Regions from separate parts of the Mus musculus genome. Here all the other regions are linked to region 3. The links are chromatin contacts, called in public promoter capture Hi-C maps. All regions are on one chromosome and are shown on one strand. The core of a region is the stretch at or near the end of the contact, and the rest is flanking DNA. Distances in the headings are between cores, read along the strand shown. Region 1 holds the start of Ints3 (integrator complex subunit 3). Region 2 holds the start of Isg20l2 (interferon stimulated exonuclease gene 20-like 2). Region 3 holds the start of Mtx1 (metaxin 1). Region 4 holds the start of Creb3l4 (cAMP responsive element binding protein 3-like 4).

What was found. Promoter capture Hi-C pulls out the DNA fragments that hold promoters and counts their contacts.
Region 1: a contact with region 3 is called in a promoter capture Hi-C map of pre-B cells, with 2.4 times the contacts expected there. The contact joins the promoter of Ints3 here to the promoter of Mtx1 in region 3. A contact is called at or near these places in 2 of 39 promoter capture datasets (cranial neural crest and pre-B cells) and 1 of 9 other capture datasets (liver).
Region 2: a promoter capture Hi-C map of liver shows a contact between it and region 3, with 3 times the contacts expected there. The contact joins the promoter of Isg20l2 here to the promoter of Mtx1 in region 3. A contact is called at or near these places in 3 of 39 promoter capture datasets (cranial neural crest, liver and pre-B cells).
Region 4: a contact with region 3 is called in a promoter capture Hi-C map of erythroid cells, with 4 times the contacts expected there. The contact joins the promoter of Creb3l4 here to the promoter of Mtx1 in region 3. A contact is called at or near these places in 2 of 39 promoter capture datasets (erythroid cells and liver) and 1 of 115 datasets of contacts at active chromatin or transcription factors (pancreatic cancer cells).

Annotation. Positions count from the first base shown.
Region 1 is chr3:90,432,013-90,435,153 of GRCm38.p6, reverse strand. Ints3 (integrator complex subunit 3) reads left to right here and starts at 1,518. Exons shown (of 30, transcript NM_145540.3): 1 at 1,518-2,350. The coding sequence starts at 2,204.
Region 2 is chr3:87,928,734-87,931,953 of GRCm38.p6, reverse strand. Isg20l2 (interferon stimulated exonuclease gene 20-like 2) reads right to left here and starts at 1,640. Exons shown (of 4, transcript NM_177663.4): 1 at 1,343-1,640; 2 at 1-623. The coding sequence starts at 470. Rrnad1 (ribosomal RNA adenine dimethylase domain containing 1) reads left to right here and starts at 1,759. Exons shown (of 8, transcript NM_153562.4): 1 at 1,759-2,098. The coding sequence starts at 1,988.
Region 3 is chr3:89,212,342-89,215,878 of GRCm38.p6, reverse strand. Mtx1 (metaxin 1) reads left to right here and starts at 1,972. Exons shown (of 8, transcript NM_013604.3): 1 at 1,972-2,066; 2 at 2,933-3,002; 3 at 3,117-3,196. The coding sequence starts at 1,986. Thbs3 (thrombospondin 3) reads right to left here and starts at 699. Exons shown (of 23, transcript NM_013691.3): 1 at 555-699. The coding sequence starts at 633.
Region 4 is chr3:90,241,425-90,244,754 of GRCm38.p6, reverse strand. Creb3l4 (cAMP responsive element binding protein 3-like 4) reads left to right here and starts at 1,612. Exons shown (of 10, transcript NM_001307934.1): 1 at 1,612-1,737; 2 at 1,919-2,033; 3 at 2,310-2,544; 4 at 2,702-2,823. The coding sequence starts at 1,923.

The sequences.
Region 1 (3,141 bases), core at 269-2,768, 1.2 Mb before region 3:
TACATAGGAACAAGTGTCTCAAAAAACAATAAATGAATTTTTAAAATTAAAAAAAGCACATGGAAGTTCCCTGGCAGGGCATTTACCTATTTTGAATTCCTGAGTTCAATCATCAGTACCACAAACAAACCCAGTACACTTCAAAAAAAAAAAAAAAATGGAAAGAATATTCAGTATTATACATCTTTTTTCCTTCCTTCTTTTCTTTTTTCTTTTTTTTTTTTTTTTTTTGTTTTTTTGAGACAGGGTTTCTCTGTGTAGCCCTGGCTGTCCTGGAACTCACTTTGTAGACCAGGCTGGCCTCGAACTGAGAAATCCACCTGCCTCTGCCTCCCGAGTGCTGGGATTAAAGGCGTGCACCACCACGCCCGGCCCTTTCTTTTTCTTCTTTCCATCCAATACATGTGTCCCGGTTATATTAAGCTATTGTAATGACTTGTTTGTAGTTCCGAGGCTGAATCAGTCCTTTACCTAGAAGTTATTCAAAGCTTACTCAGGAGGATTGTAGAATGCCAGAAGTGTATTTGGAGATCGGCCAGTCCGGGTCTTATTTTATTTGTAATTAGGATACAGAAGTCCCTGGGAGGCAGAAAGAATGCCACAAAAGTGAGGCCAGCTTGGGTTCAAGAGTGCTTCACTCCCAAAACAGTAGCTATGGAACTTGGAATTCTTCCAAGGACATTGTTAACAATTTACCTGCCCACTGGCCTTGAAAATGGATAGTGCAGGAAAATAGGCCTATATCTACAAATGGGGGACGGAAGGGGAACATGAATTTGATGGGCCAGCTTCCCACGTATTAGGATGGCAGGCATATATTACCACACCCACCTTAGAGCTGTGGACAGCAATAGGCTCATACGCCTAAAAATGAAAAGTTCTGTTGAGAGACGCACGGTAAAAGAACTCTCATACAATCAAGCCCTACTATGATCACAACAAACCACAACTCTCAATGGATTGTGTGTGTGTAAATACAATAGGCTTCAGTGACATTTGTCAGTCCCAGAGTCTCAAAAGACGAGGTCCCATCACTTAGTAAACTGTGTTAAAGCGAGTGCTGGTACGATTCTAACTATTTGGTTTGCACTAGAGAATCAATGCACTTTTTTTGTTTTCAAATTGTTACTAATAATTGCACACCCAAGAGCTCATACAATCGGCCGCGTGTAGCATTTTTAGTTCAGGAAGTAGCTTCAGACCCTGAGGGCGTTTGCTACGCGACTGCGTAGGGGTTGGGACTCGGCAGCTCCTTTTCCTGAATAGACACTTATGGGCTAGGTTTCCATCCTCCCAGCCTACTACCCAAGGACAACGTTCCGAACACCTGTAGGGAGTGGAGCAAGAGGGAAACGTCGCGCATGCGTGTTGGCGCGCGCAGGCGCAGCCCGGCTTTTTCCGGATCGCCCAGCAGTAGCACCCACTCCGTACCTCCCGTCCCGCCTCCAGATGCAGAGGAAGGATGCGATTGGGCACACTTGTTGCCCGTCAGACCAGACTCAATTCTTCTCCCTACAATTGGCAGCCCGGGAAAAGGCCAGTCCGCCGTCGTCGGCTTACTCCTTAGAGACCTGGCGCCACCGCGGAAGCCGCTATTGGCGGACGCCCGGGACCGCGACTGCTCACTTCCGGCGCCGGCGACGACTCTGCCCGCTCGGGCACTCTCAGCCTCCCCCGCCCTTCCACCATGGCCGCCTCTGTGTGGTGTGGGGAGAAGCTGGTCCTCCCATAGCGCTCCTGCTGCATCCTCACCCGCTAGGGGCCGGATTCCAAGGAACCGCGTTTCCCAATCCCGCCGGGAAGGTTTCCCACTCCCAATTCAGGGCCAGGACTCCTTCCCACGCCTCGAGAGGCAGAAACTTAGGGTTTCCCCTCCTTTCAGGATAAGAAGCCAGAGGGTTTCCCCCTCCACTTCTGCAAGGGTGGCAGCCTTGCCTATCTCCCTGCAGGACACAAGACCCTTAGTCTACCATACTTCTGCGCAAAAGCTTTGCCCCAGCCCGGCCACTCCTGAGGGAGCATCTAGAGAACCCGCGCCTTCCCCCTCCGCAGGAGAGGAGGCAAGAGTGCGGAAAGCCAGGCCTGTCGGCCTCCCTCCCACTTGTTCCTCTTGCTCCTCGTCCTTGGCAAGCCAGAGTTCTCCATTTCTAGGACTTAACACCCGTCTACTCCCTTGACCTCTTCTGGTCTCTTGGCTGCAGCCATGGAGTTACAGAAGGGAAAGGGGACCGTAGCAGCTGCTGCATCAGGAGCAGCGGGAGGTGGAGGAGGAGGAGCGGGAGCAGGAGCCCCAGGAGGGGGGAGGCTGCTACTTTCAACCAGTTTGGATGCCAAGGATGAGTTAGAGGAGGTAGGTGTGGGGGGTGGGGAAGGGAGTAAGGAATTGGGTTGAGGAGGGATGCTGGATCGCATATGGGGTGGGGGTGGGGAGAAAAGGCCTTCAAGTTTATTTTATTTATTTATTATTATTATTATTTTTTTTTTGTAAGGCAGAAACATTGCTCTTGCTTCCTGCTTCTGGAGGAAGAAGTGTGGGTCAATTTCCTGGACAGGTTGCCCTAGTAACAGCTGCCGCTATTAAGAAAATGGGTGTGAGGGGTGTTGGTTACAGAAGGGATGTAGCATCAGTACTGACCAAAGTTATTTTCATTTCTTCCCACATACACACCAATAGCTATCTAAAATATCCACCCTATTTGAGAGTGTTAAGTTGAAAAGTATATATGTGTTTACAGGCAGGTGTCTGAGGATTGGCAACTTCCTACAGACTTGGCCCCTCTTCTTAGATGGTATCATTGACTGTGTGTGGATACAGACACTTGTCAGTGATTTTAACCGAGCATTTATAGAGTGAGTGAAGACTTACAAGTAAGTAGTATCTAGTTTGGTAATATCAGTCATAGCAGTGGGGTGAGCCAGTATATAGGGGACTGCTTTCCTTAGTACCAGAGAGTACATACACACACGAAGGAGAGGTACGGGAGGCAGAGGCAAGTGGATCTCTGTGAGTTTGAGGCCAGCCTGGTCTACAAAGAGAGCTCCAGGACAGCCAGGGCTACAGAGAGAAACCCAGCCTCAGAAAACAAAACAAAACAAAACAAAACAAAACAACGACAGGCAGACACAGAACATGAGTGAGGA
Region 2 (3,220 bases), core at 391-2,890, 1.3 Mb after region 3:
TTTGACTGAGCTTGGGTGGAGTTCTCTGTAGCAATTTTCTTTTTCAAGGACTTCTTCTTGGAGCCCTTCTTCTGGGTGCTCTTAGTCTTTGGAAGGGCACTCTGAAACTCCCCTAGCAAATCTATTTTAGACACAACAGAAGCAGTCTTCTTTGAAGGAGCAGGGGTCAGCCAAGACAATGGTGCTTTCTTGTCTTTGGACTGCTCTGAGTCCCTCTTGGAGGCAGCTGCCTCTTTCTTCTTTGGGCATGGAAGGATCTTCAAAATGCCATCTACTCTTGAAGTTTCCCCTTTCTTTGGAGGTTCTGAGTTCAACTTAGACACCTTGTTAGGGGGTTGGTTCTTTTTATTCAGAAATCCTTTCTGTTCCAAGAACCTTCGCTTCTTGACAAAGCGTTGATGTTTGGCATTTCCTCCAAATGCCTTTTTCGAAGGTTGCCCAAAGTCTAAATTCAGGAGTATGGTAGACATGAGATCAGTGGATGGTGGGAGGAAGCTGGGAAGAATGGCTCACTGATAGCAAAAGGATGAGAGGCTCATCCTCTGTGGAATCCCATAGTTCAACATGTGGAGGTCTGCAATCAGCCTTGGGGACAAAGTAATCCTGATTCCCGCACCATAGGCCTGAGAGAAAAGAAGATCAGTTCTGGAAGACATAAGTGATAACTTCCACAAGCCCCAAAGCCCGGCTAACTACTGAAGCCTCCACAATTCACCTTTAGGTTGGTCTTAAAAGGGTTATTTCCCTTCTCCGGATCTCTGTGCCATTTTAAAAACTAAAGATGCTGGGGCTGGAGAAACGCCTTAGTAGTTATAACCTTGTTGCTCTCGCAGAGATATTAAGTTCAGTTCCAGGCACCCACGTTGTAGTAGTTCACAGCATCTGTACCTCCAGCTTCAGAAAAAACTAGATGCCTTCCGATCTCTGCAGGCCCCGGGCAATTAAACGATACACATACATAAATACAAACAAAACACTCAGACAAATAATAAATCTAATTACATAAAATGAGGGTGCTGAGGCTGCGGATAAAAAGATGTGGGACCCACGGAGATCGACTCTATCATGTCTATGAAGTCAAAACAAGGGCGTCAGATGAGACTTTTAAGTACCAGTGGTGAGAAGAAACAACACAAATACCCTCTGGATCACCCAGGAATTCTCAGCGTGCTACGAAATGAAGACCAAATCCAGGTGTCGCGCTCCCTCGGCTCCACGTGGGGGCGATCTCCTCACATACCTTACCTGTCTCCCACAGTAAGGACACAGTGGAGGGCCAGCCACCTCGGCCACCACATTCTTGACGATCCACGAACTATTCCCGAACACCCTATACACCTACCTCCAAGTTGGTTCCCCACTAAGATCGCAAGCGTCCGAAGCCGGATGCAGGCGCAGGCGCGCGCCGACGTATGCCGGGACGGCAAGAACGCGGGCGACAACGGGAAGGCGGCCGGCGCGCACGCGCCCGCAGCGCCCCCACCTCAGGCAGCGAGGCCAGCGACTCGGAGTGCGTGAGCAGCGGGAACGGCGGTGGCGGCGGCGGCGGCGTGGGTGGGGGCGGGGGCGGGATGCGCTCCCCGGCCCCTCGGGCCCCGTGGAGGTACAACTCGAAGGTGGTGGGCCGCGGGAAGCGGAACAGAGTGCGCCGGAACCGTGGTCCCACTTCCGGGAGGGAGGGTGGGACCTGCAGCTGACCCCCTCGCCGTAAGCTGGTGCTGGGCGCGCTTCTGTGACGTCTCCGAGTCCCCTGCGGCTGCGCAAATGGCTTGGCCCAGTGGAAGTCGTGACGTTGGGCAAGTGCGCCTTGTTCTAAGGATTTGTAATAGGACGGGATCGCCCTGAGAGGTGTCGTCGGGCGGGTTCGGAGTTCTTGCTTTGCGTCGGGCGTGCAGAATTGAGTCCGGTTTGGGTTGCATGGTTTCGTGGTACCGACCTTGTGTCTCCTCACCTCCTCCCTCCTTGCACCGACATTTCACGCCACAGGATGCGGGGCGTTTCAGCCCATGGCCTCTCGCATGAGGAGAGAAGGCAACTGGCTGTGGACCTCACCCGCGTCCTAGCTCACTACCGTTCCATCCTGGACGCCTACATCATCGTGAGGCCACCGGGCTGAGGGCGGGGTGCTTCTTGGGGGGCGGGGGGTGAATAGGAGCCCACTGCAGAGAAAATGTGGAGACAGCTTTTATCTCTTCCTAATAAGGAACGCGTTGACTACTAGAATACTTTTCACCCAGCCTTCTGACTCTAATACTTAAGTTTTGTTTGTTTCATTTGAAACCCCACAACCAACATTTGGCCATGCTACAGTTGCATAGAAACATACGAGAAACGAGATGTTCCATAGGATATCCTCCACTAAAGGCAATAAAGAGTGGGTTGGGGAAGAGGAAGTGCTTGGCCAAATGTGGTGTACCCTTGTAATCCTGTCACCTAAGAAGTAGATGCAGGAGAATCGGGAGTAAAAGGTTCCCCTGGGCTACAAAACAAGTTCTAGGGCAGCCTGGACTGGACGATGTTACTTTAAAAAAGGAGGGGAGGGAAACAAAACAGGGCAGACATACATAAAGTTACCTTTCTGTAATCTCGCCCCTCAGAAGACTAAGGCAGAATTGTCTTGACTTGCAGCCAGCTTAACGAGTGTTGAGACATGTCTCATTTCCCCCCAACTCCCCCCCACACACACAGAAGAGCACCAGCAAGGCTTGTGGGTGGGGTGATTCTCAACCTTCGTGATCCTACATCCATCCATTTAGTACAGTTCCTCATGTTGTGATCTCCAACTATAAAAGTATCTTTTGTTGCTACTCTGTAACTGTAATTTTACTACTGTTATGAATCGTAAATACCTGATATGCGGGATAGCTGAAGTGTGAACCCCCAAAGAGGTCCCAACCTACAGGTTGAGAACCGCTGTTTTAGGGTAAATGTTTGTCTAGGACTAACAAGATGGCTATGTGGTTAAAAGCATTTTTGTTTGTTTGTTTTTTGTTTTTTCGAGACAGGGTTTCTCTGTATAGCCCTGGCTGTCCTGGAACTCACTTTGTAGACCAGACTGGCCTCGAACTCAGAAATCCACCTGCCTCTGCCTCTGGAGTGCTGGGATTAAAGGCATGCGCCACCACGCCCACGCCCGGCTTCCTAACAAGGCTTTTAATTGCTCCTTAATTAGTTCATTATTTTCAGATGGGTACTCACTATGTTGAAATATCTCATGGAG
Region 3 (3,537 bases), core at 723-3,222:
GTAGGACCCAGCCAGCATCTCTTCCTCCTGTGTCCTGGCCAATCTGTGGTTTCCCTTCCAGCCAGTAAAGAATCTTTGCTTGTGTCATCTGCTCCTACCACCTCTCCTACACCACCCATGGGCCATCCCCCCACCAGACCTCCGGGAGAGTTCAAGCTGCCCAATCCCCACCCCCGCCCTATCTTTTAGAAACCAAGAGCCAGAGTAAAGGGGGGGGGAACCAAGCCCAGGGTCCCCCACCGTGCAGTCACCATCAATCAAGCTGCTTGCCCAGACTATCCTGTTGATGCTCTGAGACTAACTCTGTCGTGGAGTCCTCCTGGATCCATCCTGGTCTCAGTGCCTGACACTGCACCAATCTGCACTCACCCACCACTCTGGTGCCCACCCCTCCTACATTATCACCAACCCTTCACTCTTCGCAGTGTTAACTTTTCTCTCCAACCCATTTCAGGACTCTTCCCTCTCTCTCAAACTCACATGTGGTCTGTTATTTGCCTGGGGGCAAAAGAAAGGAGACAAAGAGGTGTCAAGGGGGATGAATGCAGGCTTACCCTGAAGGTCCTGACTGCCACACGTGTAAGAGCAGAGGAGGAGGAGAGCCAGGACACCCCAAAGTTCCGGCTTCTCCATGCCGCTTAGCCGGTTCACTACCCCTGGCAGGCAAGGCGACTGGGAGGGAAAAAGACTAGGCGGAGAGCAGGAGCAGGAGGGGGGCGGAGGGACTGAGGAGCGAGCTGGGGGGTTGGGGGGGAGCAGGCGGGTAGGGGGGGGGGTTGAAACAAAGAGCTGCCAATCACCTTGGAGGCATCACCGGCTCCCGAAACCAGAGGCACTGGGAAAGAGTCCCAGAGCTTTCCTTGCCTCCTGCTCCACCATAATGATTTTCCTCAAAGATGCTTCCCTTTAGCCTGACATCTGGTTCTTGGGAGCTTTCAACTTAACAGCGCTACCAAATGCTACTGTTCTCTGCAAGCAGTGGTTGGAAAAGTCAGAATCCCCTGCCTTGGGCAATTCTAGGTTCTAGGCATTATTTCACGGTTGGCGGAAATGGATGTCAGTGGACCATCCTTTGCTACAGTGCCTAGAAGACTACGTACGACACGAGGCTTATTGATGTGGCACAGCAAAAAAAAAAAAAATTTTTTTATTACGGTGTGTTGCGTCCCTGACATGTGCCCATTCCTCCATTTCCCCTCACTCTTGGGAAAATAGAAATCTGGAAGCACCGACGAGAACTTGATGGCTTTCTAAGACATCAGAAAGGGGAAAGCATCACCAGAGGCTAGAGCCATAAACTAGAAGACAGGAGCGAGGATGGGACTGGGGAACACTGGATACCGCGGGATGGCCCTGTCCGGGGTGAACCCGAGGGGAGCTGGGGACCGACCAGGAGTTCCCGTTACGAAGGCAACTGCCCGCGAGCCGCACCTCCCCTTCCCCCACTCAGGCCCCAGCCGGGCCTCAGCTCGGGCGCCGCCACCGCCCCTGTTTTGTTTCCATGGCGACAGGCAGCGCGAGGCCCTCTCCAAACATAACGCGCAGTGGAAAACATGCGGCTCGGGGGACCCCCCCGCGGCGTCCGCTCAGGGCTGAGACCTGAGAGGGCCCGGGGTTGTCGGGGCCATGTGCAGTTTGGCAAGTGCCCCCAGAGACCGACAAGCCGCACCAGATGCCCCTCTCCCAAGCCCTCCGTGTCGCCGGCGGTTCGTGGCTACGCTCGGCAGAGGCGCCGCGAAAGTCCCAAGCGCGTCTGGACGGCGGCCCTGCTCCCTTACGGGGGCCGCCTCAGGACGAGCCCGCGGCGCTCCCCAGAAGGCCGATGCCCCACCTCTCACAGCCCCGCCGCGGCTCAGGCCGCCAAGAGCCACGCCTCCCCAGACCCCAAAGCCCCGGCGGCCAGGGAGGCGGGGACCAGGGGCGGTTCCTGGCGAGAGAAGGCCGACGCATACGAGAAGGTGCTTCCGGGTCAGAGAGCGTACAAGATGGCGGCGCCCATGGAGCTGTTCTGCTGGTCAGGGGGCTGGGGATTGCCGTCGGTGGACCTGGATAGTCTGGCCGTGCTGGTGAGGGCTCATGCACCTGTCCTCTGATCTCTGGAGAGCCGGAGTGGGTGCTCGAGCTTTGCCGAGAACCGAGACGCATGCGTCTTGAGAGAAACTGAGGCAGTCGAAGGCCGATGTGGGCTCCGCGCCTTACGTCCGGATTTCCTAGGATCGATTTGTGTAGCAGTGGAAGTAGGCTTGGTCAGGGCTTCAGAAGATGGGTTTAGACCTTGCCTATCCATTTATTGGCTGGGTGACCTTGGGATAACCCCTTCTGGACGATCTCTTCTTTTTCCGCTATGAATCCATTGAATCTCGTTTTCGTAGACCAGACAGCCCCACAGCCAGACTGTGTAGGAAGACCTTTAGAACTAGGCAGACTTGCTTCTCTTCATTCAACGTCTTCGGGATTGCAAAAAACATTTATTATGCCTCTTAGAGTAAAAAACATTCCCTTGCAATACGATTTTGACCCTTGTATTGAAATTGTTAACAGAAAGGCAAACATGTAAGCAAATAATGAAACGATCACGTGTATTGATGTAAAGTAGAAACAGAATACAGAGACTGTCAAAGTAAATCAGTACTTCCAGGAAGAGGGAAGTTAATTAGGAAAAGCTTTTGTGAATAGGCTTTACAGTGTAGATGGCATAAGGGTAGAAATCTTTTCCTAATGTTTAATCTTGGAAATGGACATATAAACATGTCCATGAACTGTCTGGTCTAGTTTGCCCATTTGTAAATAGGAATGACACCCTCTTTCCGCCTCTCCTTTTGGTATAAAAGTATAGACCATAGAACATAATTTACTGAGTCACGGATTCTTTTCTTGGTTTCTTTATGAAGCCATACCCTGGCCTCTCTACCGTCTGCTTCCTTCCCTGCAGACCTATACCAGATTTACAGGCGCCCCACTGAAGATACACAAGACCAGCAATCCTTGGCAGAGCCCTTCAGGTATCCCTGAGGGACAGGAATGTGCCAGGGGAGGAGCAGGGGACAGGAATGCAATGCAAATGAGTATGACTAGGCAAGCTGGACCCTGTGAGTATACTTCTTTCTCAATATCAGGAACTCTGCCTGCTCTTCGAACCAGTGATGGGAAAGTCATTACAGTGCCACACAAGATCATCACCCATCTTCGTAAAGAGGTAGGTGACTTGAGTGGGGGCTGACAATGGAGGAAATCCAGTCCGTGAAGTGTAACTTATTTATTGGCCACCAGACACAGGCCAGGCAAGAGCAGTGTGATCCAGAGCAGGGAGGAGCAGCATGGGGGATGCAGTGTGACTGTGACAAGCAGTTGGCCAGATAGTGAACTTAAGGGGCTGTGGGGTGGGATAAGCGGAGAAATCAAATGGGCAGGGAGGAAGAGAAATACACAGGCTGATGACACATGGAAAATAAAGAAGAGTAGAGAACAGCAGTTGGTTTCCGGGTAGACCTGAAAGGAATTTCTAATATAAACCGTCATGGTGGTACACGCATATAA
Region 4 (3,330 bases), core at 363-2,862, 1.0 Mb before region 3:
GTGTCTGCCCTTACACTAAAAGAAAAGAGAAAGGAGGAAGGAAAAGGAAATTATAATGATCTCACAACTCCAGTGAGACCCTGCCTCAACCAACCCAAACAACAACAGACAAACAAGTTAGGAACACACAGTGATACCTTGCCTCAAAAAAACAAAACTAATGAACAAGCCAGAATAAACAATGAAATCCTGCTTTAAAAAAAAATGAACAAGCAAACAGCTCAAAATTAAAGCCTCATTTTCATCAGCTCTCCTCCAACTCTCCTTTAATATTGTTCCACCATCTGATACTTTCTGACAAGAAGGCAGCTGTAAGTGTGAGGTAAGAAAAATAGAACTTATTGGACACATCACTGAATAGATAATTGGTACTTTTGGGTTTTTTTGTTTGTGGTTTTGTTGTTTTGGTTTTTGGTTTTTTTTTTCAAGACAGGGTTTCTCTGTGTACCCTTGGCTGTCCTGGAACTCACTTTGTAGACCTTGAGGCCAGAGCAGTCTGCCTCTGCCTCTTGAATGCTGGGATTAATTGAAACAGGATCTTATGTAGCCCAGGCTGGCCTTGGCAGCAGAGACACTTCTGGTAAGCCTCTTGGGCATGAAAATTACTGGCATGCACTCCCACACAACCTCTGAAACAGGTTTCAAGCTACACTGATACAGTATCAGCTACTCAGGAGGCCACCCTGAGAAATGAGACCTCCTCACTCCTGTTTCAAAACACAAAACTATACATAAAACTAATAGTTTAAGGAAACAATAAGATTTCAAACCAAAAGTAAATGTTTGGCTAATGTATGGCAGTTTCCCTGTCCTGTGTCCCCCCGCATGGGTTAGCAGGGTCCCCAAAGTGCAGCAATGTGTAACCCGGTTCCTGGATCCACATAGGCCGATTGCACAGGTAGCTGCCAGAAAGTGGAATCCTGGTCCACAGGCTACAGGTCTGCCTAAGTAATAACTTGGGGCCTCAGAACCACGAGGTAAACAAACTCAAACCCAAACAACCTCTGTGCGGTTCCTACCCTCAGCACGGAAGCTTTAGCTCAACTTTCCTACAATATAAGTAGGGGCCTCTGGCTGGAACCCGGAGCCCTGCCAAATTACTTCTGGGATTCTTTTCTGCTGGTCTATTGTTGCTAACCGCGAGGGCGTGAGCCTCGAGATAGTCAGCCATTGGCTAGAAACCCGGTCCTAAGTCTTCAATGCCCAATTAGGATTCACCAGTGGAAGAATGCCTTGTGGCGCAGGGGGCCGGAGCTGGGATGGAGGATGCCTTCAAAATCTTGGTTTCTTTCTCTACCCTGAGATGGGTCTCCCACTTGTAAAGATTGTGGCTTCGAAACAGACACCTGGGAATCCTGTGTACCAGTCACTACTATCTCAACTCTTTGCTGACGAGACATCAAGCCCGCAGCAAGATCTACTAGCACTGAGAAAACTGACAGAAAGGGTGTGGGTACCTATAGTTTTATTTCTGTTTGCACATGGACAGTGTCTTAATATTACTCCCAGATGCAGGTCCCGACAGTGGTTCCTGGCCAGGTGCAACCCAACCCTCTCCCTTCCCCCACCCTTTCCTACCCCAAACTCCACGGACAGCGTAGTGGGCGGGGCCTGATTGGGCAGGACCAGGATACAGATCCTGGTGGAAAGAAAAGGTGTAGTGTTTGGGGCTTCAGCGGGCTAGGCTGGTTTGGCAGAGCAAAGTTCTCCGAACAACAACTAAAGAGAATAAAACAGGTAATACCCAGTGGGGCTATTTTTCTGAACCCAAAGATAAGGCCTGAAGTGTGTTCTCCTCCGAGGGGCTGCCTCATGAGAGCAGAGGAAAAGAGTAACTAACGGAGAAAATGCCGAGGAGCCCGTAGCTTCAGAGGCGAGGGCAGCCACCACCTTCCTTATAACTTTCCCTCCCATGCAGAAACATGGAGCTCGGGTGCCCTGAGTTGCTGGAACCCCCAGAAGATATCTTCTCGACGGGATCCTTCCTGGAGCTGGGATTCAACGGTCCCGCGTCAAAGGTCCCGGTGACCAGGGTACAAGAACAGGGGCTGCAAAGCTGGGAGATGAGTAGGGGCTGTAGCCCAGGCTGTTCAATGGAAGTGGGAGTTAGGTTGAGAGAACTCTGACTAGAAGCCTTAAGTCGTCACAAAGAAAGAGTTCTCATAATAGAGCCCACGAAATAGACGCGTATTGTTACTCTTCCTATGTCCAAGAAGGGATAGCATTGAAGCATTAAGGATCTAAGACTACTGTCAGGTAAGACTGTCAAGGTACTTCTTTGCAGACATGCGTACCCTCTCCTCCTATAGGGCCTTCAGAAGAGTGAACCTGACGATTTCCTGAACCTCTTTATCGATCCCAATATGATACACTGCTCAGAAACATCTCCTGGTAGGGACAGTGGGGTCTCTGAAGATCCTGGCTCCCCTGCCCAACAGGCTTCCAGTTCCCCTGCCCTCTATGAGGTTGTCTATGATTCAGGGACCCTACAGGGAACTCAGCGGGAAGCTGGGCCAACCTTCGGACTCATCTCTATTCAGATAGGTCAGTGTACTTTTTGGAAATAGGGCAACGCCCCTTTCAGGCCCAGCCCTGGTGGTGAGATTAAGGGGAGAAGGTTCCCAAACTGTGCCACTGCCCAGTCCCCGCCCTTACCACAGCCTTCTGACTCCTTTGTCCCAGTCTCTGTATCTTTTTTCAGATCAGTGGACCCCTGCACTTATGGTCCCTGATGCATGCACAGTCAGTGGACTGCCCTCCGATTCGCATAGACATATCCTGCCTAGGGTCAGCACCAGAGCCCCAGCACCTCCTGCAGCCATGGTAAGTCTCGACGCCAACCAGAACTGATGTTCCCCCAGTATACATGCCCTCATATGAGTGGGGGCATGGGGGAAAAGGGAGGAGACACTAATGAGGAACTGGTTTGCCCCACTTTTGGTAGCAGTGGTTTTGAAGGCCAAGGAGAAACAAGCAATTCTAAGAGCCGGAAAGTGTAGGGGCTGGAGAACTATAGGGGATCAGGGTGGTAAGGAATCATTTAAGTCTTAGCAGGTGCGATGAGGGAGCCTGCTGTCAGAGCTCAAGACCCAGTGTGCATTAACATTCAGTCAGAGCTACTTTCTCTGCCTTGCTCAGGAAAGGGAACTGGGACAGGACCCCTGGGAATCCACCTGGCTAATGAGGACAGGGTGATAGCGATAGCGAAGCAGCAGCAGGTGCTTGCACTAGAAGAACTGCCCTGTGGCCAGTGCTGTAGTGGAGTACCCTATCATGTCCCTTTCCAAGATAGGCTAGACATTCCTGCTGTGCAGACCAAGAGAGGCCAGT